Regions from separate parts of the Mus musculus genome. Here regions 2, 3, 4 and 5 are each linked to region 1. A link is a contact called in public Hi-C, HiChIP or PLAC-seq and promoter capture Hi-C data. All regions are on one chromosome and are shown on one strand. Each heading gives the region's core, a stretch centred on a gene start, on an enhancer-like site or on the middle of the called end of the contact. The rest is flanking DNA. Distances are from core to core; before and after follow the strand shown. Region 1 holds the start of Ttll4 (tubulin tyrosine ligase-like family, member 4). Region 2 holds the start of Asic4 (acid-sensing (proton-gated) ion channel family member 4). Region 3 holds the start of Dnajb2 (DnaJ heat shock protein family (Hsp40) member B2). Region 4 holds the start of Stk16 (serine/threonine kinase 16). Region 5 holds the start of Ankzf1 (ankyrin repeat and zinc finger domain containing 1).

The links. Promoter capture Hi-C pulls out the DNA fragments that hold promoters and counts their contacts. A called contact is a pair of places that touch in the nucleus more often than the background predicts. HiChIP or PLAC-seq counts read pairs in DNA pulled down with a chosen protein or histone mark.
Region 2: a contact with region 1 is called in a promoter capture Hi-C map of HPC-7-derived erythroid cells, with 2.8 times the contacts expected there. The contact joins the promoter of Asic4 here to the promoter of Ttll4 in region 1. A contact is called at or near these places in 6 of 39 promoter capture datasets (the 3T3-L1 cell line, the C10 cell line, HPC-7-derived erythroid cells and 2 more), 2 of 484 Hi-C or Micro-C datasets (CD4 T cells and regulatory T cells) and 1 of 9 other capture datasets (liver).
Region 3: a Hi-C map of liver shows a contact between it and region 1, with 3 times the contacts expected there. The contact joins the promoter of Dnajb2 here to the promoter of Ttll4 in region 1. A contact is called at or near these places in 5 of 39 promoter capture datasets (the 3T3-L1 cell line, erythroid cells, liver and 1 more), 1 of 484 Hi-C or Micro-C datasets (liver), 1 of 115 datasets of contacts at active chromatin or transcription factors (bone marrow-derived macrophages) and 3 of 9 other capture datasets (adipose tissue, liver and macrophages).
Region 4: a promoter capture Hi-C map of liver shows a contact between it and region 1, with 2.6 times the contacts expected there. The contact joins the promoter of Stk16 here to the promoter of Ttll4 in region 1. A contact is called at or near these places in 7 of 39 promoter capture datasets (the C10 cell line, hematopoietic stem and progenitor cells, liver and 3 more), 1 of 484 Hi-C or Micro-C datasets (CD8 T cells), 3 of 115 datasets of contacts at active chromatin or transcription factors (the 230-238 cell line, memory CD8 T cells and pancreatic cancer cells) and 2 of 9 other capture datasets (adipose tissue and liver).
Region 5: a contact with region 1 is called in an HNF4G HiChIP or PLAC-seq map of pancreatic cancer cells. The contact joins the promoter of Ankzf1 here to the promoter of Ttll4 in region 1. A contact is called at or near these places in 8 of 39 promoter capture datasets (the 3T3-L1 cell line, hippocampal neurons, liver and 4 more), 1 of 115 datasets of contacts at active chromatin or transcription factors (pancreatic cancer cells) and 1 of 9 other capture datasets (adipose tissue).

Annotation. Positions count from the first base shown.
Region 1 is chr1:74,660,204-74,663,091 of GRCm38.p6, forward strand. It overlaps Ttll4 (tubulin tyrosine ligase-like family, member 4), which reads left to right and starts at 1,499. Exons shown (of 20, transcript NM_001014974.2): 1 at 1,499-1,686.
Region 2 is chr1:75,449,013-75,451,900 of GRCm38.p6, forward strand. Asic4 (acid-sensing (proton-gated) ion channel family member 4) reads left to right here and starts at 1,498. Exons shown (of 10, transcript NM_183022.3): 1 at 1,498-2,401. The coding sequence starts at 1,820.
Region 3 is chr1:75,235,031-75,237,918 of GRCm38.p6, forward strand. Dnajb2 (DnaJ heat shock protein family (Hsp40) member B2) reads left to right here and starts at 1,393. Exons shown (of 9, transcript NM_001159883.1): 1 at 1,393-1,559; 2 at 1,822-1,918; 3 at 2,425-2,534. The coding sequence starts at 1,854.
Region 4 is chr1:75,209,301-75,212,188 of GRCm38.p6, forward strand. Stk16 (serine/threonine kinase 16) reads left to right here and starts at 1,529. Exons shown (of 8, transcript NM_011494.5): 1 at 1,529-1,752; 2 at 1,940-2,114; 3 at 2,625-2,844. The coding sequence starts at 2,029. It overlaps Glb1l (galactosidase, beta 1-like), which reads right to left and starts at 1,455. Exons shown (of 17, transcript NM_029010.2): 1 at 1,291-1,455; 2 at 81-203. The coding sequence starts at 140.
Region 5 is chr1:75,190,725-75,193,612 of GRCm38.p6, forward strand. Ankzf1 (ankyrin repeat and zinc finger domain containing 1) reads left to right here and starts at 1,436. Exons shown (of 13, transcript NM_026187.5): 1 at 1,436-1,953. The coding sequence starts at 1,728. Atg9a (autophagy related 9A) reads right to left here and starts at 1,286. Exons shown (of 16, transcript NM_001288612.1): 1 at 1,100-1,286; 2 at 99-156.

The sequences.
Region 1 (2,888 bases), core at 249-2,748:
TTTTTCTCGTCCCGGAATTCGGCACCAATTGTTATTAGACGCGTTCTCACGCCCGGCCAGGAAGAACACCACAGACCAGAATCTTCTGCGGCAAAACTTTATTGCTTACATCTTCAGGAGCAAGAGTGTAAGAAGCAAGAGAGCAAGAAGCAAGAGAGCAAGAAGCAAGAGAGAGAGAAAACGAAACCCCGTCCCTATTAAGGAGAATTCTCCTTCGCCTAGGACGTGTCACTCCCTGATTGGCTGCAGCCCATCGGCCGAGTTGACGTCACGGGGAAGGCAGAGCACAAGTAGTCATAAGATACCCTTGGCACATGCGCAGATTATTTGTTTACCACTTAGAACACAGCTGTCAGCGCCATCTTGTAACGGCGAATGTGGGCGCGGCTCCCAACATTTTTCTTCAGCTCCAGCACTCCCATTTTGTCTAAGAAAGTTCATTTATACTGTATATTGGTTAAAATTCTGAATTTATCTGATTCTATAGCATTACTCAATTGTTTTCCTCTATATCCTGTATACTGAAGTTAGAGTCAATGCTTGATTAGATTCAGCTTTTAAATTGTTAAAATTTAACATTTTGTAAAATAAGCCATACTTTATAAATATTGCTGTGTAATCCAAATCTCATCAGGAGACAAACTAGATAATTGCCCTAGATTTCCTGATCTAAAATTGATAAGTAACCCTTTCATAGTTCAACATCTGTCAATGACTGTTGCTTAAGTATTTTGCTACTAAGTTCAAATTGTTTTCACCAGGCTAGTTTTTCTCTGCATAGCCCTAGCTGATCTGAACTCACTCTGCAGACCAGGCTGTCCTCATACTCAGAGATCCACCTGCCTCAGCCTACCGAATGGTGGGGTTAAAGAAGTGCACAACCGGTGCCCAGGCCTCATCAGGTTAGTTATATCGTTAATTATCATAGCCTGTTTGAGAAAGCTCCTTTTGCCATCCAGCTGACTTTATAGTTCTCTAAATTTAATAGATCCAGCGACATCTGAAACAGGGGGATCTATTCTGCGTGGAGAGATTATGAAAGGACTCACACTTAGGTAAAGTTCTCACTCGAAGCCCATAAAACTGGTAGTTGTAGTTATGTCTTGCTTTGTCTCGTCCCGCTCCGTGTTTGGATTTAGGGAAAGGTGAGTGGGAGAGAGTTAAAGTGCCTTGAGCCACTTCCTCTTACTTGCCTCAAACTCATGGAATTTTGGTAGGAATTCTTTAATAGAGTCTTGGCGCTGTATGGTCAGAGTCCATAGTGGTTAGGTAGAATGAATCGTGGATTCCCAGAACGGAGCCTTTACTTGCAGGACTACAGTTCCCAGAATTCCGCTCGCAAGAGTTCCACCGTGTCGACAAGTTTGCGCGTGCGCAAATTCCTTGCACTTTCTCTCTCCCTCCCCCCAAGTCCCTCCTTCTCCCCCCCCCCCCCCCCCCATTCTCTAGGCTGCACAAGGGCTGGGATTCGGCGCGCTTGCCTCGGGCCCTCCCCCTCCCATTCCTTTCTGGCCTTAGATCTGTCCGCTGGGGGCGCGCTCTGTGTGGGACAGAAAGCGGCAGAGCGTGGGTCGCGTGGCGGAGCTTGGTTGCTAGGGACACCTGAGGTCGCCCGCTCGCCCAGCAGGCGCAGCGAAGAAGCGGCGCGGAGCCGGCGTCCAGTCGCGGCGAAGTAGGGTACCGTAGGTGAGTGTGGTCGCAGAGCTGGTGTCCGACCCCGGCCGGCCGTTCCCGCGTGCCTCGGCCCCAGCCCTTGGCACCGGCCCCCAACCCCGCTTCCGGTTCGCCACCTCGCCTTTCTCTGGTGAGTCGGAGACCGGGGCCTCCTCCCGGGCCCTCTCTCGAGTCCTCCTCGGCAGCCTCCACGCGGGGAGAACTTCGTTGGCTTCTCCTCGGGCGGCCCGAGCCCCACACCCTTCTCGGTCCTGGTTTCAGCGTGTCCTCTTTCCCGCCGCGCTGCGGTTTAAATTCTGGCTTGGGTTGAAATCCCGGCTCTTTTCAGGGCCTGCTTTTTCCTGACCCCACTCTGAGTTATCCATACACACTTTCCTACATTCCAGAAGCTGAGATCCTAATTTAACTCATTTATCCAGCCATTTTTTTTCATTTAATAATTTACAGCTTTTATAAACATCGACAAGTAGGTAACGAGTGAAGCCACTATGTAAGGTTCCTAGGGAGGGTACATTGGTGAGCAAGACAAACGTGTTTTCGAGAGTTTATAGAACAAGAGATTTTTAATCAAGAAAGCATTTGCCATACTGATGTATGTGCTGTGGTAGAAGTGAAGCGCTTAACCGCGATTTGTTTGGAAAAATACGTCACCCCACCTTCAGTCTTTACATTCCGGTTCTGAATCTTGGAAATGTTTTAATCAGCATTTGAAACCCTTCCTTTATGGAGTCATTTTGAATATTCCGAATCTCAATTTCAGCGCCTGTTGATTTGGCCAATCAGCAGTAATCTGGAGGAGCCTTTAAGAGCAGGTACCGTTGGATCCTATGCCTTCAATTGTTGCAATACTGAGATTATTTGCATAAAAACTATTCCCTTTATTGTCTGGAAAGTTACTAGCGATTTACTGATTAGACTCTAAGCCTGGCCCTGAAAGTTATCAAATGTTCTCAGGGAGTGAAGAAGTGGGAAGATATTCAAGTTACAAAGTAGCTTTAGAAAGATACAGCATGGCCTGAACAGAGGTCCGAGCTCAGTTGTGTTTGTTGGGAGCCATTCTGTGAGCTGGGCTTATTAGGGCCCAAGACTTAACTTAAAATGAATCTATTTCCTGACTTGTAGTTTCCAAGTGACTTTAGTTTTTTTGTTTGTTTGTTTTTGTTTTTGAGACAGGGTTTCTCTGTGCAGCCCTGGCTGTCTGGAACTCACTCGAT
Region 2 (2,888 bases), core at 248-2,747, 790 kb after region 1:
ACCAGGTGTGTGGGTGGATGACACACTGGGGTGCCCCTCACTAGGAGCCTGACCTAGCCTTGCAGCCAGGGTGGGCCGAGCAGCGGCCTGAATCCCCTAAGGGGAGCTACGCTGATGACCCTCCCTCGGGGCCAGCCTGAGACTGCAGGGCCAGGCTGACGAAGGGGAGGGGTGGCCGTTGGACAGCGTGTGGACCTCGGGCTCTAATCCCCAGCAGCTGCCGTTTCCCTCAGATCGATTCCCTTCTCACTTTTTTTTTTCAGCTGCTGGTTCCGCGGCTTGGATCGATGGAGCCGCCTCCCCCTCCCCTCTGAGCTTCCTCTCCCTGCTGCTCATTAGCACCCCGATTAATCAGCCCCCCTCTCCTCCCAGGACAAGTGCTTCCTCTCCCCCATGAGGACTCACACTTTTACACACCCCCAGGGGCCACAAGTGGACCATTTTTGCTACCCCCAAGCGGGAGGTGCCAACGTACCCCCCTCCCGGTGAGCCAATAGGGGCTTCCACTTCCTCTCGTGATGGTAACCCATGTGTCTGATTTCCCTCCAAGATAGCAGCCTGCAAGGCAACCCTGTCTAGCTCTGCCAGAGGACAGGACATTCTGGGCACTGATTTCCTTAGCATAGTATTTCCATTGAAGCCCCCACTCACCTTCCCACCGGCTCTAATAGCTCTCCTGGGCGCTTCATTTCCTTCTACCCTGCCTCTGAGCTCTTAGCTCCCCGGCCTGGCTCATCCAGATTCCCCTCCTCTCCCCCAAGCCTTGTCATAGCAAGGGATTTGGAGACTAAAGGACTAGTAAAGTGGCTACAGACAAGTGAGCCAGGCAGGGTGGCCTCTGCTTCAGTCACAAGAATGACTGAACCTGGGATATGGGGCAAAGTCAGAAAAAGGGAACCAGGGTCCCTCCTGGAAGGGGTAGGGATGCGGTGGATGTTGAAATCAGCAGCAAGGCTCTAGGGGAGGGGAGTCTGAGTGAAGCCACAGTTGTCTCTTCATCTCTCTTGCCTGCCCTCCCCTTCCTTCCCTCCCTCATTCAAACAAGTGGCTCTCACAAGGAGTTGCTGGAAGCTGCTTTGAGTGGGGCAGTGAGATCCCTGGAAGGCTGGAGTCAGGAGTCAAGGAAGCTGGGAAGTGGGGTTGATTGACCCTTCGTGGGGTGTGGTCCAGAAGAAGTGGCAAGGAATGGGCTGAGAAGTCAGCATAGCACCATTCCCAGTTTGGCCCGAGACTAGGCTATCCGTGGCCCCCACGCTTGACTAAGGTACAGCGAGAGAGTTTCAGAAGCACCCCTGATCCTGGAATCTCCATCCTGGGCTGGGGTAGGGTGGGGCTTTTCCCTCCCTGGCCTGGCTCCTGCCTCCCGTGCCAGTGCCCGACGGTGAAACGCTGTTGACATGTCCTGAATTATTAAGCACGGGGTGGGCTCCAGAGCACATGCTGAGCGGAGCGGCTGGGGCTGCGCGGCGTGGCGGAGCAGCGCTTGCTCCCTCGCTCACTCGCTTGCTCGCAGGGACACACGCAGGGGCTGACAGCTGTGCGGGTGCTGATAAGGGAAGCCACAAGGAGACGATCGAGGAGAGAGACAAGCGGCAGCAGAGGCAGCAGCGGCAGAGGCAGCGCCGGGGCTGCGGAGCTGCTGGGAGTGGGAGTGACGCCCCCACCTCGGGCCCCCACCCTGTCCCCGTCCTCCTCCTGGTTGCCCTGAGTTTAGAAGAGCAGCCGCTGCCGCCACCACCACTCCGGAGGGCACCAGGGCTGCTGTCCAGGGAGGGACAGTAGCAGTGAGGCTCTGGCCAGTCCCAGCAGCCGGGGACAGATGCCGATCGAGATTGTGTGCAAAATCAAATTTGCTGAGGAGGATGCAAAACCCAAGGAGAAGGAGGCAGGGGATGAACAGAGCCTCCTGGGGGCTGCTCAGGGGCCAGCAGCCCCTCGGGACCTGGCCACCTTTGCCAGCACCAGCACTCTGCATGGGCTGGGCCGGGCCTGTGGCCCTGGCCCCCATGGACTGCGCAGAACCCTGTGGGCACTGGCCCTACTCACCTCACTGGCTGCCTTTCTGTACCAGGCAGCCAGCCTGGCCAGGGGCTACCTGACCCGGCCTCACCTGGTAGCCATGGACCCTGCTGCCCCAGCCCCAGTGGCGGGTTTTCCGGCTGTCACCCTCTGCAACATCAACCGCTTCCGGCACTCGGCACTCAGCGATGCTGATATCTTCCACCTGGCCAATCTGACAGGGCTGCCCCCCAAAGACCGGGACGGGCACCGTGCAGCTGGCCTTCGCTATCCAGAGCCTGACATGGTAGACATCCTCAACCGCACTGGCCACCAGCTTGCTGACATGCTCAAGAGCTGCAACTTCAGTGGGCACCACTGCTCCGCCAGCAACTTCTCTGTGGTGAGTTCTACCAGCTGGGCCACCTGAACCTGGGGTGGCCAGAAGCTAAGGTGGGGGGTGGAGGGTAGTACGTGAGGGTATCCTCAACAGGGCTTCCCTTCCTTCTGCCACCAGAGGCGGGCCTCGTGTCTCCCTCAGCTGGTGTTTCCCTCTGGCTCCTCAGTCCAGGAGCAGTGGATGCTCAGAAGGGCTTACCCCGTGGCACAGCTCCTTCTCCTCCTCTTCTGCTGCTGCTGCTGCTGCTGCTGCAGTGTTCAAGGTTCAGGGGCCAGGGCTATTCCTCGGGATGGACTCAGGGCCCTGAAGCTGGTCTTCATCCCAAGGCCAGACAGACTGAGCCCCACTTTGTTCTTGTTCTCCTTTTCTTCGGGGGCTACTGGATTCTTCTTCCCACCAAATCAAAGTGACAGGGAGAGGGTTGCTAGAGGGGAGAGGTGTCCCTGTCTAAGGAAGAACTGGAGGGGGGCGGGGGGAGAAGGGCTGCCTT
Region 3 (2,888 bases), core at 143-2,642, 570 kb after region 1:
ATCTCTTATTAAGGCTGAAACAACCAAAATTCCCCAAGTGTAGGTAGGAAGTCTCTAGATGTAGGCAGGAGTTCAGAAGGTGGGGAGACAGGAAAAGGGGACAAAATGACGGCAGCCTTCCCTTGGTTGGTGCTCAAGCTGTTGCTTTGATGAGATGTCCCCAGGTCACCTGTCCTGAAACACTGACTGGACTCATACAACCATTCCTGCTTGGGTCATGTGTGACACCAGAAAGCATTATGCTAATAACAGCTTCCATAAACCATGCTTCATTTGACTTCTAACAACTCTAGGTGTTACCTATACTTAAGGGGGAAAACAGGCCTTGGATGTTCCCAAGTCACACAGCAGCATCCGGTTGCAAGGCCAGGTCTCCCTGCTCTCAGAGTTCTGAGTTTCCCAGTGGGTTCTGCTGATAGGCTGTGTGTGTGTGTGTGTGTGTGTGTGTGTGTGTGTGTGTGTGACATCCCATGCCATTTTTTATCCCTCCCCCAGTGCTGGGAATTGAGGCTAAGTAAGGTCTGGCGGCTGCTGGGCAAGCACTCTACCCCTAAGCTATCCCCATAGCTTTACATTCTTAGTACCTTCTGGCAGCATCTACTAAGAAAACAGTACACTAATGTCTAGGAATTGGCCAGATGGAATAAAACAAGACCCACTTCTGGAAGGTTCCCTTTTCCTGAGATCTGAATCCAGAAATCATTCTGAGGCTAAATAGATCTACTTACGATCAGCTGTGGAAGAGAAACGTTGAGTCTACTAATTTCCTCATACTAGGCTCTTCTACCTCACCCTTTCTAGGTCAAAAATGTTAAAAGTCTTCCAAGTGTTATTCGGCTGTCCAACTGATACGTTTCAATTCTGACTAAAGACTAAGGGGATGACGAACGAAGGAGGACACAATTCTTACCTTGTATAATTTACATTCTACTGGGGGAGATAGATGATCATCAAATAAATGTTAATTTGTGGCTCTGACAGTGTGGAGAAGAAAATGCCACGAGACTCTATAAAAAGCAGGTCTGACCTACTCAGGGGAGCCAGGGCAGCCTCTTTTGAAGACTTAGCACTGGAGCTAAGCTATGAAGAAGGGTTAGGCCCAGAGGAGACTCGGTGAGTCTTGGAGGTGATGGCCTGGGGGAAGTACTCAGGGATCGTGAAGCACTTTTAGAGGCCAGCGACAGGACAGGGGACCCGCACCTAGCTTGCGGACCGCCCCTCTGCCTGTGTTTGAGAGACTGCGTCATAGCTGGAAAGATATAGCCGACTTCAGCCTCCTAAGTCCCACCTGGGAATGACGTCGCCTGGGTGAAAAACTAAAATAAACGGCTCCGCCCTCATCTCCCAGCAGCCCCTGCAGCGCCCCCGCCCCCCCCGCCCCCGCCCCCTCGTGTGACCGGCCGAGCCGGCCCTCTGAGTCTCTAGTAGTTTCCAGGGCGCTGACGCATGCTTGCGCACACAACCCAGCCTGGCGTGTCGTACGCAGTGGCCGCGAGCCGGGCAGCGGGTGCTAGGCGGTTCCCCTGCGGGGGGCAGGGGCGGGACTCCCGGCAGAGGAGGTGCGGTCCCAGCTGGGTCAGGTTGGGGGTTCAGATCGGGTTACTAGACTTAGGGGGTTCGGGTAGGGCTCCCCACTCCTGCCGTGAGATAGCCCTGGGCACCGGCCTGCGGGACCAGATAAAGGCTGCGAAGGAGCCTAGTCACTGGCCGCAGGCGTGGCTCCCCGGCCCGATTCCACCTCGAAGTGTCGCCTGCCTGCCCGGGGTTGCGGCCGCACGGAGCTGCGGTGCCTCTGTCGGCCTGACCCCTTCTCTCCCGCAGCCTGGAGGAGGGACGTCTGACGCTGAGTTGCCATGGCATCCTACTACGAGATTCTAGACGTACCGCGGAGTGCGTCCCCTGATGACATCAAGAAGGCGTAAGTGCCTCGGCTGTGTTACAGAAAGGCTCTGACCCTTGTTCCCCGCCCCCCTGAGTGCCAGGGGCCCTTTAGAGGTCTGGCTGAAGGGAGGAAGGAGACCCTTGGGAAAGTACGAAGACCAAGTCCAGCCAGGGAAGAAGAGCTGACCTTCTTTAGCGTCCTCTATACACCCAGCTCCCCTCTCCTCCAGCTCCTACATGTGGGCTTGCCCAGGTTGCAGTGCTAAAATGCCCAGGCTATGAGACAGGACAGTGTCTCCACTCTCCCTGTGGCTATAGATAGCTCTATCAAAAGAACCCCAAGAAAGGGCTTATGGCAGGGACTTTCCTTTTTACTCATATCCCTGGCACACCACAGGGAGAGAAACCCCTGAATACAGGCTGCAGTCGTGAGGTATTCTGGGATCGGGGCAGTGAAAGGGTGTTGGACTAAGCAAAAAGGGTAGTCGGTGGGCAAAGCCTACATCAGTCTCCTGACCCTCCCTCTGCACTCACTTCCTGCAGGTACCGAAAGAAGGCTCTGCAGTGGCACCCAGACAAGAACCCGGATAATAAAGAATTTGCTGAAAAAAAATTTAAGGAGGTGGCAGAGGCCTATGAAGTACTATCTGACAGTAAGGCTTGGGGTCCTGCAGGGACCGGCATGTCCCCCTGCTTCCATTCATTCTTGGTACTCCTTCCTAAAGCCACGCCTCCATCCCGTCTCCTCCATGATTTTATTTTAGATAGTGTTTAATCGCCTCCATGTTATGTCTGTCTAGCAGGGTCTGAAGAGCAATTTGGGTCCTGATCGGGGAAGGTCATAGCTTTCCTGCCAGGCCAGCTTATCACCCCCATTTTGTAGGCTAGTAAACTGAGGCTGAGAGAGATGAAATAATTTGCCCATTTCTTGAGCCAGAATATGAATCCAGGTCTGATGGGTGATTTTTTTTTTTCCTCTGTGCTTGAGTATGCCTAGGGCATTGCAC
Region 4 (2,888 bases), core at 279-2,778, 550 kb after region 1:
GGTAGTTAACCATTTCTCCACTGCGGGATCCGTTTTCCTCTCCCCACACCCAGGCAGACAGTCCGACCCTTTGGGTTTACCTGGGACAGCAGCAGTAGGACCACAAGCCGCAGCAGCAGGGAAGGCAGGTCGGGTGGCATCTTCTGAGCTTACAAAGTTCTTCTATTCGGTGAGGGCTTTCCCACCCGTCACGTGTTGGATTCCTGGGAGGGAATCCGACATCAAGCAAAGGGGCGGAGACCACCTCAACTTTTCAGGCCGTTAACCCGGACTTTGCCTGTAGCCATCCACGGTCCACTAGTTTGTAAAATATTACTTCTCGAAGTGCTGAACCCGAATCAGTTCCATTAGCATCACCTGGGAGCTTGTTAGAAACGCAGAATCTCGGGTCCTACCCCAGACCTCTAGAATTAGAGTCTGTGCTTTAACAAACCTGCTCTTCTAAACTGAACTCTCGGAGGGCTGACAGGGTGTCTTAAATCTTCATGACTAGCAAAGGATCCGGCACATATCAGGTTAAATCTATATGCACGGGAGCAGTAAGGTTAAAACGGATTCAGAAACAGTGGAAAAACCTAGAAAATCTTCAGAGTGATCATGCTGTGGAAAGGGGTTACAAGAAGCCTGTCCTGGTCACTATCTTTTTTGGAGGTACACCCCTTTCCAATATATTCTGCCTGTCTAGGCAAGAGATGTGAAACAAACTGCATAGTTCATAGGCTTAGAAGTCTAATTTTCCACTTCTCCTGCCTTCACAGCCGTAGAAAATACTATTATTTCTGTTTATTGACACACATTGATATACGGCTGTTTCCAAAGTTGTACGAAAGACAACTCATTTAATTTTGAAACAACCCATGAAATAACTCTCATTCTCATCTTACACACGAGGAAAATGAAGGTTAGAAATAACAAGTAGCTGTCCAAAGTCACAACTAGCTCAGTAGAGCTGGGATTGGAACTAGTCAGTTTGGCCTCATAACTCACGACACTTAGCCGTAGGTACTGTCTTACAGCTGGGAAAAGTGAGGATCTGAAAGACTAAATAACTTGCAGGAGGCCACACAGCTAGGAGACTGTTAGGACCAGGTTTAGAAACGGGCACTCTAGTTTAAGGACACAGACACTAGCCAAGGCAGTGGAGTACAGGCTAGACCCCTGAGAGTGTTAAGGGGTCAGACCTCTTGGCATCTAAGGGTCAGCACCCGCCCTTCTCTGGTCCCTCCTCCAAGCTAGATTGTAGAAAGCCACTTTCTAACTCCAGCGCGCGGGAGCTATAAGACCTCCTACCTCTGACATTGGGAGACAGAGGTCCTAGGGGCCTCGGGCAGAGCCCTGCTTTGCTCCCCTTTGGTACTAGTCCCTGCGTCTTGACCCTTACTGAGGGCCAAGTGGGAACCCTCGGCGAGATAGAGAAACCAATACACCCCAGGTCTAGCCGGGCCCCAGCCTCTCACTTCCGGGTCCCCACATCCTCTTGCCGCCTCTTGTTGCTAGGATACAGCGGGCCGTTACTTCGACGCGGACTGATGATGTCATCCGGGCTTCCGGTCCCTGGCCCTTCGCACAGGCCGGAGACCGGTCGGTGTGGAGTTTGTAGTGGCAGACCCTGTGCTCGTTCCCGAGCGACGGAGGGTGGACTCGGCCAGAGGTGGGCTCGAGCCCCGCACCTCCTGCGCCGCCACCCCATGCCTGACGGGTGCGAGAGCTGGACCTGGCCGAAGGTGGGCCGGGGTTGAAAGAAGCGGCCTGGTAAGACGCAGCGTGGCCTGAGGCTTTGGGGTGCCAGAACTCAGCCTTCTTAGCGCTGGAGTCGCCAGGGCCAGTTTTCTTTAGACGTGAATATGGGTTCTTGGAGGTGAGCCTGAGCTCTCCTGGTTGGTACCTCCGTGGCTGTCTAGATTGTTCTTGAACCCGCGACTTGCTGTTTCCATTCCAGCATGACCCGCCGGGACCCCACCGCATCGCCTGGAAGAGCCCACTCTCCCTGGAAGGAAGACCATCCCTGAAGAGGATGACTGAGACGTTATGGGCCACGCACTGTGTGTCTGCTCCCGGGGAACTGTCATCATTGACAATAAGCGTTACCTCTTCGTCCAGAAATTGGGGGAAGGGTGAGTGTTTGGACGTCACTTAGCTAGACCCAGGTCGTTTAGAGACAGTGATAGAGTTGCAAGAGTGTTAGCCTTAGAGTCTACCCCACCTGACCGGTTAGCTGAACGGGTCAAGAAGTGGATTCTAGACTCTGGCCTCCTGGATCTACCTTGTGTGACCTTAAGTCAACTGTGGTTTCTTCTGCTTAAAAGGAGATGATTATAATGTCTCGCTGAGGGACTTGTGGAAACTCAGTGAGATAGTATATTCTTTAAAGCATGTCACCCAGTGCCTGACTCATGAGGACTTGAAATTAATTGAACACATTATGCTCAGACCAAAACCTCAGTGATTTCTGTGCCCCTGCTCTCGGGAAACGCAGATCCTAATGTCTTGAAACTATATGAGAGCTACATCTTGGGAGTGTTTCCACTCTGTGTAAGAGGCACTCCTCCCTAAGGGAATTCCTCTGGGTCCGAGCTATGTGAGAGATGACCATGGTCCTTCACTGTGACCCCTTTGGCCCACAGTGGATTCAGCTATGTGGACCTAGTGGAGGGCTTGCATGATGGACACTTCTACGCCCTGAAGCGGATCCTGTGCCATGAGCAGCAAGACCAGGAAGAAGCCCAACGAGAGGCAGAGATGCATCGCCTCTTCCAGCATCCCAACATCCTTCGCCTCATGGCTTACTCTCTGAAAGAACGAGGTGCTAAGCATGAAGCCTGGCTGCTGCTGCCCTTCTTCAAGGTCAGAGAAGCCTGTACTTACAGAGGGGATTGTAACATTGTGCA
Region 5 (2,888 bases), core at 186-2,685, 530 kb after region 1:
CTCCCCTGCCCCTCCTGGAAACCCTGGTCTCTCTAGAGACTAACAGTTTGAAAGCATGTTTTTGTAAACAAAGGTTTAAGATAAGCACATGGTCCTACCAGCTCCATGGACAGTTTCTGCTACACGTCAGTCCTGGGTGCCCTGGTTGGACAGCTGCTGGAGGAAAAGGTGTCAGGCTTCAAAGAATGGAGAGTTGGGACAGAAAAAAATCCAACCCTCCCACCGGTCCAAGCCCCCACTAAGGAGGGCAGAGAGATGGGGAAGAGACACTTTGCCAGTTGTGTCAGATGTCCCCTGTTGTTCTATGTAGAACCATTCATCTACTTTGAGGATACCAGGGAGTAACTAAACTCTCTGACCCAGTGCAGAGTGAGTCAGTACAGGTCCGAATCCAAACAGCCCTTTGGGACTGTTTTACCTCTGGTCTACCTCAACTTTAGAAATCAGACATGCTTTTCGGGGTCCAGAAAACCCCGAATGGGAGTCTTCTCAAGATTTTTCTGGACAATCCCTTCTGCTTCCCTAGCATCAGAGACGTAGGCAGGCATGGCTTTTGGATCAGAATTTTCCAGTCCATGTAGACTCCGGATCCCGCTTGAATAAGTGGGTTCCCTGGGTGCCTAGTGCCAGGTGGGGTCAAGGTGGTATGGTATACTCCCAATCAGTAAAGACTCTGGGGATGGTGGATCTTGGTCCGACCTGGTCCCAGAGGGAGTCCCTTGGTTAATAATAAGAGGTGTGTGCCTCTGGAAACACACTCACCTGGTCAGTGTAGACCCAGGGCCCATGGATCTCCCCAGGAAGGGCCTGTGCCCAGGGGTGTCTGTGGATGGTGGAGGGGTCGAGCCAGATCTACAGCTGAAATCCCTGGTGGGCTGGGATGCCTCCCCAATCCCAGCCACCTAGACCTGAGCACAGGGCGCCCCAGGGTCGCCCGGCCCCAGGCCGGGGGCTAGGCTCCCAACAGCGGACAACCCGGCGCGCGGCCCCGGCGCACGCGCGCTCCCCTGGCCGCGCGCGCCCTCTATCAAAACATTCTAGCTGCGCGCCCCCGGCCCGCCCGCCGCTCCCCTGCCCCCGTTACGCATTACAAGCTCACTTGGGGCTCAGTGGGCATCCCTGGCCAGCTTGGGCCTGGGTCTGGAGATTCCAGTTACCAGCCTCGCGTGTCACCGCAGGAACCGGGATCCAGGGGATTCCAGAAGCCGGGTCTGTTCTGCTGGGCTCTGCCAGACCCGGAGCTCTAGGCCCTCCGTCTGTCATTCACTGTCACCCGCAGCCAGTCTGGCCAATGAAAAAAGTGGGTGGAGACATGGTGGCCAATTCTTAGCCCAGGGGGCAGGACGGAAGGCTGAAGGCGGGTCTTGGAGAGCAGAAGACCAATAGTGTGCTCTACGTGATGAGGGGCTGGGCTACGGGCGCGGCAGTGTGTCCCCTTCGCCTCTCCGTAGCCGCCGAATTGTTGTGGTGTTGCAGAAATCCAGTTTTCGAACGTGGTCTTGCGTGTGGCTCGGCTCTCGGGACATTAGGGGAGGCTTCTGAGGGAGGGTCGAGTGACGAGGCTTGGTGTCGGTGCTAGTAGTTCCGTTGGGTAGACTCTGACTGGTAACTCCTGGACTCGAATTGGGTCTTGGTGCTCTCCATTTCACTCCTGAAGATCCTCACGTATTTACCGCAGAACTGATTTGTGGGAGCGGGTAAAGGCTGAAGGGCATTTCTGCGTGGGGATGGCCAAACCGGCTGGCGATGCGGCAGTAGGATCTCGTTCTGGAGAGTTGTTTCTGCCCTCCGTTTCTTCTTCAGCCACGTCGCCAGCTCCAAGTGCAGCCTCAGCCCCTGCCTCCGTTTCCCTGTTGTCCCTCAACGGGGAAGCTCCACTCATTCGGGGCCTGAGCCTGGTGAGCCAAGCTCCTGGGGAGGCTCTGGCCTGGGCGCCGCGTACTTCCTGTCCAGGTATCCGGGTTGCTTTGGGGTGGACCTATGAGGAACGTCACAGGGTTCCGTGAAGTCTATTAACACGGAAGACTTACATCGTGATTTCCCAATTTAGGAATCCACACTGACTTTATGTTGGTCGGCTTTTTCTTTCCTCAATATATTTCAGCCTTGGGTTGTTTATACAGGGCTGGCCCATAAATTGTCACCATAAAGGTTTCTAGCTATTGTTTATATCTCGTTACATTAATACCACTGCTTTTAAAACACCTTTCCTAGGTCTATTTCAAATCGAAGTAGACTCCAGTCAGATATATTCCCTTTTGCTAAATATAGAATAATTTACTGATTTTCTACACTAGTTTGTCTTCGGCTGTGTTTTCTTGCACTTTTTTAGGTTGTCCACTGCAACTGGGAGTTATAAGATGTGAACATCCATTTAGGAACTGGTTTTATATGGTTAAAAATAAATTTAATCTGGGAGTTGTTAATACCCACCTGTAACCCTAGCACTTAGGAATCTGAGGCAAGAAGGAGACGTGGGACTTTAAGAAAAACCTAGACTGTACAGTGTACAGGTCTGGATTCCATCCCCAGTGCGGCAGAAGTATTTTAGGGCTTACTAGGAAGGGGGCTAAAGGGACCTTTCAGACACTGTGATGTACACCTTTCCTAGGTTTTGGTTAGGTATCAAGATGTGATAAAGACCATTCCTGGACTTGTTTTCCTGGGTGTGTGCTTGCTTAAACTCAGAGAGACCGCTATGTACACCCACAAGTTCACTTTTAAGAGCAAGGGGTTGCCCATTAACCATATCAGTGGGGATGTTGTGTTTTGTTTTGTTTTTGAGATAGGGTCTTACTGCGTAGCCTTGGTTGGCCTGGAACTCACTATGTAGACCAGGCTGACCTCTAACTCATAAGACATCTGTCTGCCTCTGCCGAGCTGCATCA